Regions from separate parts of the Capra hircus genome. Here region 1 is linked to region 2. The links are chromatin contacts, called in public Hi-C maps. All regions are on one chromosome and are shown on one strand. Each heading gives the region's core, a stretch centred on a gene start, on an enhancer-like site or on the middle of the called end of the contact. The rest is flanking DNA. Distances are from core to core; before and after follow the strand shown.

The links. A called contact is a pair of places that touch in the nucleus more often than the background predicts.
Region 1: a contact with region 2 is called in a Hi-C map of blood, with 5 times the contacts expected there. The contact joins the promoter of FOXK1 here to the enhancer-like site in region 2. A contact is called at or near these places in 2 of 5 Hi-C or Micro-C datasets (both in blood).

The regions. Positions count from the first base shown.
Region 1 is chr25:40,111,022-40,115,837 of ARS1.2, reverse strand. It overlaps FOXK1 (forkhead box protein K1), which reads left to right and starts at 1,673. Exons shown (of 9, transcript XM_018040701.1): 1 at 1,673-2,175. The coding sequence starts at 1,673.
Region 2 is chr25:40,076,868-40,082,093 of ARS1.2, reverse strand. It overlaps FOXK1 (forkhead box protein K1), which reads left to right. Exons shown (of 9, transcript XM_018040701.1): 2 at 744-929. Among named protein-coding and RNA genes, the nearest start is that of AP5Z1, 22 kb to the right of the region's middle. Within about 2 kb of position 3,368, at least 3 of the 5 cell types and tissues checked have an H3K27ac peak or open chromatin away from gene starts, as enhancers often do.

The sequences.
Region 1 (4,816 bases), core at 424-2,923, 35 kb before region 2:
TGCTTTCGGTTCTTGTGGGCACAGACCCAACAGGGGAACTGCTGAATCAGATGCTCATCTGATTTCAGATGCTCATGTGCTTTCCGCCCCACTGTCTCCCAGAGGGGCCGCACCGTTTTCCATTCCCACCGCCAGCGTGCCTGTAAACATCTGTCTGAGATAAACGCCACTCGACGCCCTCGGTGTCTCTCCACCACCCCGATGCAGCCTCTCGCCTGGCCTCCTAGTTTCCTAACCGGCCTCCCACAGTCAGGGTGGCCCCTCTGCAACTCAGGCTTCACACAACAGCCAGTGATCCTATTTCGAATTTGTGGTCCTCGCGTTGCCCTTCTGCTCACCCCTCTCAGGGGTTCCCACTGCTCTGGGATCAGACCCAAGTTACCTGACTGGTCAGGTTCAGCTGATCTGGGCTCTTCCCTTTCCCAGCTACCTGTCAGTCCCTGGAAAGCACCCCTTTGCTTAGATCACGCTGTTCCTTGGCTGGAATGCCATCCCCAGCTCTCACCCCACCCCCCAGCAGCCTTGGATTTCAGCGTATCATGGCTCAGGGAAGGGTCCCGGATCCCAGGACCTTGTCCTGATTCCACGGACAAGTACCATCTCTTGTTGCAGCTTCTTGTAAAAACGTCTTTCTTGCCCCTAACCACAAGCACTAATTCTGTTTGTTCCTGTGTTTTCAATCACATGACGGTTGGGTTAAAACCTCCTGCAGCCCCAGACTGGACAGTGGGTAAGCAGACAGGCATCCCATCCTGGGGAGGAGGGAGGGGAGGGGGCTGGGCCCATCTTCCTACACATGTCACCTTGCAACAAGGCCTGACAGCTGTAATTTTGTATTTGTTAGAATGTTACTTGACTTCTGTCTGCATCTGCCACTACAGTGTAAGCTCTACCAGGAAGGGTCTGTTTTCTCCCCCCCTCAGTAATTATTAAATGATGACAGTGCGCAAACACTGCCGCCCTTTTTTAGAGGGCCCTGGCTGATTCAGGAACGGGCATGAAGCACTTCTGAAGGATGCCTGAAGTAGCCAGATCTGCCTTTTCACAGAAGACCCCGCTGCAGGCATCTGTCTCCCTGCCCCACCCCACCGGCCCCCCATTACGCTGTAACGGATGTAAGGACCTAGGCGCCTGGCCTGAGTCCTCAGTCACTCCTGTAGCTACTTGCTGAGTGAACGGATGACTCCAAATTGGAACACAGAGCATCAGGGGTCGCCAGCACCTTGAAGCAAACTCCAGTTTCAGCGCGAGACCCCTCACTCTTGGTGCTTAAGTAGGATCGCACTTTGGGGTGTCAGTTGGAGCCTCTAGAGCCCAGGAGGCCGCTGACGTCAGTGATCCCTTTCTGCAGCGAGTGACCCAGGATCGAAACTTTCCAGTGCGGCTTCTTCGGGGTGTGTGTGGGGGGGGGGGGTTCCCCTCCCGCGTCCCGGGGCCGGAGGAGGCGGCTCCCCACGGCCCGGCGCGGCGGCGGCGGCGGCCAGGGCGCCACCCCGGGGCGGGCGCGGCGGGCTAGGCGCTGCGCGCCGACACGTCCCCCTGGCGGCCCCGCGCGCGCCGCGCCCGCCGGCTCCGCTCCGAGCGCTCCGGGCCGGGATCCCGCGGCCGCCGCGCCCGGAGCCCCGCCCCGCGCGCCGCGCCGCCGCCGGAGGCCGCCCGGAGCTGCGCGAACATGGCCGAGGTCGGCGAGGACGGCGGGGCCCGCGCCCTGCTGGCGCTGCGCTCGGCGCCCTGCAGCCCGGTGCTGTGCGCCGCCGCCTTCCCGCCCGCCGCGCCCGCCGCCGCCCCGTCGCCGCCGCCGCCGCCCGCCCAGCCCCCGCCGCCCCCACCGCCGCCGCCGGGCGCGATCGCGGGGGGCGCGGGGGGCGCGGCGGGCGAGGCCCTGGTGGCCGCGGCCGCCGCCTCGGTGCGCCGGAGCCCCGGGCCCGCGCTGGCGCGCCTGGAGGGCCGCGAGTTCGAGTTCCTCATGCGGCAGCCCAGCGTCACCATCGGCCGCAACTCGTCGCAGGGCTCGGTGGACCTGAGCATGGGCCTGTCCAGCTTCATCTCGCGGCGCCACCTGCAGCTCAGCTTCCAGGAGCCGCACTTCTACCTGCGCTGCCTCGGCAAGAACGGCGTCTTCGTGGACGGGGCCTTTCAGCGGCGCGGCGCGCCAGCCCTGCAGCTGCCCAAGCAGTGAGTGCCGCGGCCCCCACCCCGGGGGCGGCCCTCCGACCCCTGACGGTCGCCCTTGCCCCTGGGCTTGGGGTCCCCGCCCCCCGCGCCCCATCCCCGCCCGGCGTTGGACAGGAGTCACCTTCTGACCCCTGCCTGCCTTGGGCCAGGGGCAGCCCCCACCCTCCATCCCGGGCCGGGCTTCAGGGGTGCCCTTGCCCTTCCTCCCAGCAGAGCGTGGTGTTGCCCCGTCTCCTCCCGATCTGGACACGGGGTCATTCTTGATGCCTGCCCTGCCGGCGCCCAGGGCGTTGAGGGTCGCCCTTGCCCTCCCCCACGACCTGGACACCAGGGACCCACTATCCCCGCCCCTTGTCTGGACCGCGGTTGCCCTCAAACGGACTGGCTGGAAGGGTTGCGCCAGGCGGTCTGCGGGGTCCCTGGGGTGGGGCGGGGGACCCCGGAAGGTCAGGCCCCTTCAGTAGTGGCCGGGTCTGAACTTGGGCCCGGAGGGGACAACAGGAGAGTGGGCTAGGGTGGGGACCGGAAGTATCCTCTCCTTGGTGTATCTGAGGACGCAGGTCAGGGGTCCCCATGACTCGGGGCATCCAGGGCACAGTTGGGGTTCCTGGGCAGGAGGGTACATCCCAGCGAGGAGGCAGGGCAAGGAGAAGGGGACCCTCCACGCTTGGGGGACAGGCGGCCGATGCCCCGTGGGACTTCAGCAACACCCTCGTGTTCCCTGGCCCTTCCGGTTCCCAGCCTGCCTGGCCGCCCTACCCGGGAGGTGCTTGGTTTCTCCCATCTGTGGGTCAGGAGAAACCCCGTGTAGGTAGCCATGCCGCGTGGGGCACTTTCTTTTTCTCTGTAGCAGTTGCTCCTCGCTCCTCACCACTGTTCTGTTCCTGCAGCGTGCCTGTGTTCCAGAGTTGTCTCTGACTAATTACTCTCGCTTTTATAAGCACCCTGGGTCCGCAGGATTTTTTGGTGGGGTGAGTCCCAGGGCCCAAAGCCTGTTTCTGTAACCTTCTCCCCTTTCTAAGATCTCGGCACGTTTGGTTGTTAAGTATTGTACTGAGTAATTTTTCAACATCAGCAAGGACTTACTGGTGTTTAGGGCCTGGGGAGTGTGGGGGGGTAGGAGGTAAAGGCGTAGACAAACTTTGTTTTCCAAACATGAACGGTTTGTGTTTCTGTAAAGCCAGGACTTGGTGAATAACAGAGTTGTCTTATCCAGTGGTTGCTGTCTCTCTGTTGTGTCTTTTCCACAACCTACACACTCCCCATCCAGGCCACTAACTGCTGCTGGGGCCAGCCCCTCCCCTGGTGAGAAAGTGACAGGTTAACAGCGCCTCTCCCCTCCCTGCCCTGTGGCCCTTGGAGGCCCAGTCTGCTAGCCTTCTTTGTATAAAGTCAGGTTCTGGAAGGGCGTCCTCCCAGCAGTCTTGTTTTCAGAGCTCCCTGCCCAGCCACTGAGTGGGTGCAGCCCTGGCGAGGCGAGGCTCACCGATTCGTGAATGCGCTAGTATTTTCTCTAAGTCAAGGGGAAGAAATTTCAGCCGGAGGAGTCCTCGGTTCACATGCTGAATCGGCGAGTCCCGAGCCCATTGTTTGTGAAACGTGACTGGTGATCACGCTGCCTCCCTGGCCCCTGGAGCCAGCAGCCGGCACGGCTGCCCCTCTCCGGCCGGGGCCCTGCCCACAGCACTCGTCAGGCTGTGCTCAGATTCACTGCACCGGGGTGATGGAGAATCCACAGAACAGGACAGGCGTGCTGGTGGAGAGACCCCGGGCGTGGACGTCCGAGTCTGCGTTCTTGGGAGAGGGCAGTTGTTTCTGAGACCATCCAGGCCTGTGGACAGACATGTTGGCAGCCTGCCTGGTTTGACGGTGTTTTTATTTGCGGAAGCTCAGCCTAGGTGGTCACATCCATAGGACGGAGGAGCTGTAGAAAGCTGCTGTTTCGAGTTGGAGCCGGGGGTTTGGCTCAGCACGTGGAGAAGCGATCAGGCAGCGTTACTGAGCTCAGAGGAGGGAAGTTGGGTGCGCACTGGGTGTCGCCTGAGGATGGGAAGTTTGCTGCTGACTTTCAAAGAATGGCGGCAGCGAAGTCCGCTTCCTCTCAGGCCTCAGTGGCCCGTGTTGCCCTGAGCGCTCAGAGCCACGATGCTTCTCCGTTGCACTTTTAGGGAGTGCTTACCTGAGTGGGGCCGCGTCGCCTGCAGCTTGTGGTGGGAGCTGCCCGAGACCTGGGGCTCTTCTTTGTGTGGGTCATCCCGCTGGGCGCCCCTGTGTGCCACCCTGCACACACACGCAACCCTGCACACACATGCCCCCCTGCACACACATGCCCCCACACACACGCGCACCCCGGCACACAACGTGCCCCAGCACACACACGCACCCCCCCTGCACACACACGCACCCCTGCACACACGCTGCCGCCCCGCCCCCGCACACACATGCCACCCCACACAGCTCCCCGGGCCATCCCTTCTCTCCCTCCAACTCAGGGACGCACGAGGTGGAGAGGAAACCCAGAATGTACCCACCTTTGTGACTACAAGTAGGTCTTTCCAAAACTAAAATGAAACACTTTTGAAATTACTGGCAGGAAAAAAGAAAAATCACAACTGTGTGTGACACCTCTGGGGGCTGACCC
Region 2 (5,226 bases), core at 2,119-4,618:
AGTCATGTAGGGAGAGGTGAGACCTCCCAGCAGGAGGCTCGCACGCACCCCTCTTGGCTGGGGGGCGCTGGGGTCCCCGCCTGCTGGGTCCCAGAGCCTGTTCTGACTGGTTCCTAAATCCCCCTTCTGAAAGCCTATTTTACTGAGAGAAAAGGGAATGCAGCTGAAGTGGTGCTTGCTGTATCCCCGATTTGCTACTTAGACGCTGGATTGATTGACAGGACCAAATATCAGGCGCTTTTTGGTGTGGACCCAGTGTCTGCTCCAGGGTTAGCAGCTTGTGGAGAACTTGGCGGTGTAGAAATCAAGAGGGTGTGCTGGACAGGCAACGCCCTGCTTTTCAGGCTAGGGCTTCTCAGAGGGCGAAGAGCGCTGGGCTCCTGTGCGCACACGGAGAGGGACTCGGGTCCGTGATGGGCTGGGCGGGCGGTCACCTGCAGTAGAGGACACGAGGTTCCCTCGGGTCCAGGGCGCTTCCTGCCAGACCCCCGCCCGCACCTGCGGCTGTTGCTGCTGCTGCCCGGGGCGGGAGCGATCGACGAGATGCTGACGTGGGCGGGGACACGGGTGGGGTGGGGGCCGGGTGGGGGTTCGTGCCCGCCCGGCCTTGTCCCGGGAGCCAAGGACGCGCATCGGGGCGCGGTTGGGGCGCGTGGGCGCGCACGGCAAGGCCAGTCCCTGCGCTCGGCGCGCCGGGCGCCGCTCCCCTCGCTGGCCTAACGCCCGCTGCCCTCTCCTTGCAGGTGCACCTTCCGCTTCCCCAGCACGGCGATAAAGATCCAGTTCACGTCGCTGTACCACCAGGAGGAGGCCCCCGCGTCCCCGCTGCGGCCGCTCTACCCACAGATCTCCCCGCTGAAGATCCACATCCCGGAGCCGGACCTCCGGAGCCTGGTCAGCCCCATCCCCTCCCCGACCGGCACCATCAGGTGAGCGGCCCGGCCGGCCCCGCGCCGCCGCTGCCCGGCGAGCCCAGGGCGCTGGCCTCCAGAACCCGGCTGAGGAAGAGGAAAGTGATACAAAGAGGGTGTTCTGTGCTTGATACACTGTGGAGTCTGTTTCTGGAAAATGGGCCATGGGCGGAAAATTTGAAACTATTTTAAGTGCATCAGGGGACCTGACAACTTGAACCGAGTCTCTGGAGAATGATCTTACAAAGTGAATCACTACCTAATTAGTCACTTTTCCAGTTTGAAATTCTGTACATTAGGGCCTTTGAAAGCAGGCATAGGTACCATTTTTTACAGACAGTGAAACTATTGAAAAGGAGGATTTGTATACCAGGATTTGGTGGACTTGGTTTTTCCAAACTTGGTAGAAATCCTTTCCAAAGTTTTAGAAATTAATCTAGTGTCGAAGAAAGGCAGGTCCTCAAACGTTCTCATCCTTGGCGTGCTATACAAAGAGAACCCCTGGGGGGAGGCTTGAGGGTGACGCTCACAACCAGAGACTCGGAGGAGGGGTGGGGCGAGCTGCCCCCCAGGAACACCAAGCGCCCTGTGCCTTCTTCCCCTTTTGTTGTAAAAATATGTTGGAAGACATGGATTTGAGGATCAAGATTTAATAAACTTTAAAGCAGTTTACTGCTTCGTTAAGGACATTTTAACACGAGATAGGCCCTGGAGGTGGAGAGGCAGACCGTGTCTCAGGGTCGACATGAAGCTAGTTTTGAGCTCATGTTCCCCCTGAAACGGTCTCAGGGACCCTGGGGGCCATGCTCTGACCGCGCTCCCCCAGCAGAGCTTGCGCTCGGCACCCCGCGCGTGTCATCAGTGACAGTCACTCTCTGGCTGACCAGCCCGGGCAGGGCCCTGGTTTTGCACCTTTAAAGGTTTACATTTGGAAGCTGAGGTCGGTTCATCTCGGCATGGTCGCTGGCCTCACACGTGCCCTGTGTTCTCCAACCCGGTGTCCATGACCAGCTGGGAGTCATTTGCATCGAGCTGTCTGGAGTCAGTTCCCTCCCGGGCCGGTGAGCAGGCGTGTTTCTCTTGCAGAGAGAGCTCAGGCATGCCTTCGCCACAGCCCTGAACTCAGGTCTGGGACCCCATTTCTGGTTCTGGCCACATCTCCAGTTGACGGGAGACCGGGGAGCAGGTCTCTGCAGCCTCCTTGGACCTTGTCTCCTCTGGCGATGAAGTGCACCCTCTAACACCGCAGTGGCCTGGGATGACAGGAGCAGTAAGTGAGTGGCCAGGCCTGCCGCTCGGCAGCTGCACCTGCGCTGTTTTATTTAGTCCTTAGGGATTTACAAGCGAGATTCTGTCCTAAGCTCTTTTCAGGTTTCCAGCAATAGCTCTGTTCTGAAACCCGAAATGTACATCACCTCCCTGCCCTTTCTGACATCGACCCTGAGAACAGCCTGAAGCATGAGGGCTCCGCTTGAGTTCACGAGGAAGCTATGCTGTGAAAATGCTCTTGCACTCGTACATTGATAAAAAAATTATGTGTCGTAGAACGAGGCAGCCACTTTGGGAAATAGTCTGGCAGTTCTCCAAAACATTAAAGGTTTACCTCAACTGCCCAGCAACGCACTGGGTCCTGGAGGTCTCCATGAAAACTCCTCTGGCGGGGTTCAGGGCAGCGATATTCATAGCCACCTCCAAAATGGAAACAACTCAGCCCCTGAGTGGAGGGAGATTGTGTTGCAGCCACAGCGTGAAGAATGAAAAGGAGCAAAGTGCTGGCACCTGGTGACCCCTGAAAACCTGATGCAGAGGAAAGGAACCGGTCCGCAGGAGAGCACTCGCTGGGTGGTTCCATTGACAGGCAATGTCCAGAGTAGGCACGGCCTTAGAGGAAGACAGTAGAGAGCAGTTGTCAGGGACTCGGGAGGTTTAAGGGAGTGACGGCTCCGTGTCCTGGTTTCTTCTTTCTGGGGTGATGACCATGTTGTGGATCGAGATGGTGGTCACGCCACTCCGGACACTAAAAGCCCCCGAGTTGTACGCTGGAAACAGGCGCACTGTGCGGCGTGCATAGCGCGGGAAGCTGGTAAGGAAGCCCTGCCCTGACACCTTCACCCTGCAGCACCTCCGGGCAGGGGCGGGGATGCCAGCCAGGCACGTGCCCCGTGCCTCCGCCGGGAGCCCACTGGCCTGTGCCAGGCCGAGCGCGTCGGCCCTCCAAGGCCCTTGCACGTCCGCCGAAACTAGCTCAGACTGGCATGGGACTGTGAATCAGCTGAGATTCCAGCCACATCGATGGCTTTTATGAGCAGAAAGTGTTTTGGTCTGTGCCTGGAGAGCTTCATAGAATAAATATAATTCCCAGTAACATTTTGAATAAAAGCAACGGTCAGCAGGTCGAGCTGGAGTAGCGACCTCGCGAGTGTGGAGGCCTGTGTGCCTGGGGGAGGCGGCGGCTCTGGATCCGGGCCAGGGTTAGGGTAGAAGGGGTTCCCGGAGCGAAACCGGGCCTGGCCCGGGGGCGGGGGCGGGGCTGCGAGGAGGGGCGGGGCTTGGGGAGGGGCTGGCCGCACGGGGTCTCCGGTGAGCGCACGGGGTGGAGCATCTTTGCGGGAAGGCGGTAGCTTTGAGACGGGCTCCCGCCCTCTTGGTATCTAAGTGTCACAGGGAAGGATTTCTGTTGACATCCGCTTGTCTCCGCGCCGCGGAGTCGACTGCACGCTGGAAACCTCAGGGGCCCTTGAGGTTTTGCTGCCCGGATCTCCCTGCTCCCGCCCCGGCGCAGGAGCAGGGCGGGGCCGGCGTGTTTACAAACAGCTGCCCCCTCTTTCCCAGCCCCTCCCTGCGCCCCAGGTCCCCGCGGATCGCCGGGGAGGTAGGCTGCGGCCCGGGCCGCGGGGGTCCCCGTAGGGCGCGCTCCCCGCCGTCCTCGTCTGCCGCGTCTGCGCCCGCAGCCGGGTCGATTGGCTAGCTGGGGCTCGGAGAGCTCGGTCTGGGCCGGCCCTCTCCGGAGCGGGTTTGGGGCGGGTCCTTTCCAGGACTAGGGGGCGGCTGGACCCGTCGGGGCTGCCCCGCCGCCCCGCCCCCTTCCCTGCTGGCTGAGCGGGGGCGGGGGCGGGGGCGGGTGTGTGCGGTTCTTTTCCTGCCCTGAAGTACTCCACCCAGAAAATGAATGAACTCTCTTTGAAACAAGTTCTGCTATCTTAAGCAGCGTTTTGTTGACTTTTTTTTTCTTTCCCCGTTTTGCACTGAACTGGTGTCTTTGAGAAAGAACCGACTGGTTAATCATTTTCTGAGTGTTACCAAAAAAGACTAATCCTTAGAGCTGCAGTTTAAAGAAACCTGCTGGAATTCAACCCGAGAAAGGGGGCAGCACAGACAGCAGTCTACTGGTGGCTCAGACAGTAAAGAATCCGCCTACAATAGGGGAGACCTGGGTTCAACCCCTGGGTCGGGAAGATCCCCTGGGGGAGAAAATGGCAACCCACTCCAGTATTCTTGCCTGGGGAATCCCAAGGACAGAGGAGCTTGGTGGGCTGCAGTCCATGGGGTCGCAAAGAGTCAGACACGACTGAACGTCTAAACAAAGACTTTAGAAGCTATTTCTTGAGAAAGGCCTTTCTTGATTTTTCTAATATAGAGATCACAAAACCAAAAGTAACCTGCTTTGTGGAATTCGTCCAAGGTTAGTGGAACCCTGTATGAAATAAACATTAAGCCACTGGCCTCGGTTCCTAAACCACTTGTCACCCTGCCCTAGCAGTCCATTCCGGCTTCACTGTGGCGGGAGAGTCAGTCCTCACTCTGCGAAGTTGTGTGTCTTCTGAGTTCAGATGGGGCGTGAGGACGGCTGTTGTGTTTCTGGCAGACTTTGGATCCTACCTGAGAGTGATTCACTCTGCTTTTCCTCGGTCCTCCTGATGACCCGGAGAGGAGGCTGCCTGTGCACCTGTGGCCCTCACTGCACCCCCCACACACAAACCCGCACCCACAAGGTCCCTTTTCTCATCTGGAAACTGGGGATATAAAAGTTGGTTCATCGGCACAGAAAGATGTGGCCTTCCGTGTTCTTTGTGGTTCTCTTCCTGCCTTTCCAGGAGTTGGGGCCAAGGGGCCTTTTGGCTGTAAATTGTTGAAAGGAAGTGGGCTAGGCTTGTGCTATAGTCCGGTCTCCAGGGGGACCCTGGGGCCCTGAAGATCCTGCCTTGTGTGTTCCTGGGTGTGCCTTCAGGGCAACGCCCGCCTGGCATCCTGCTGCTGAGGGCCCTTCCTTTCCAGATGACAGCTGTGGTTCAGGAAGCAGGCAGAGCGAGGGGGA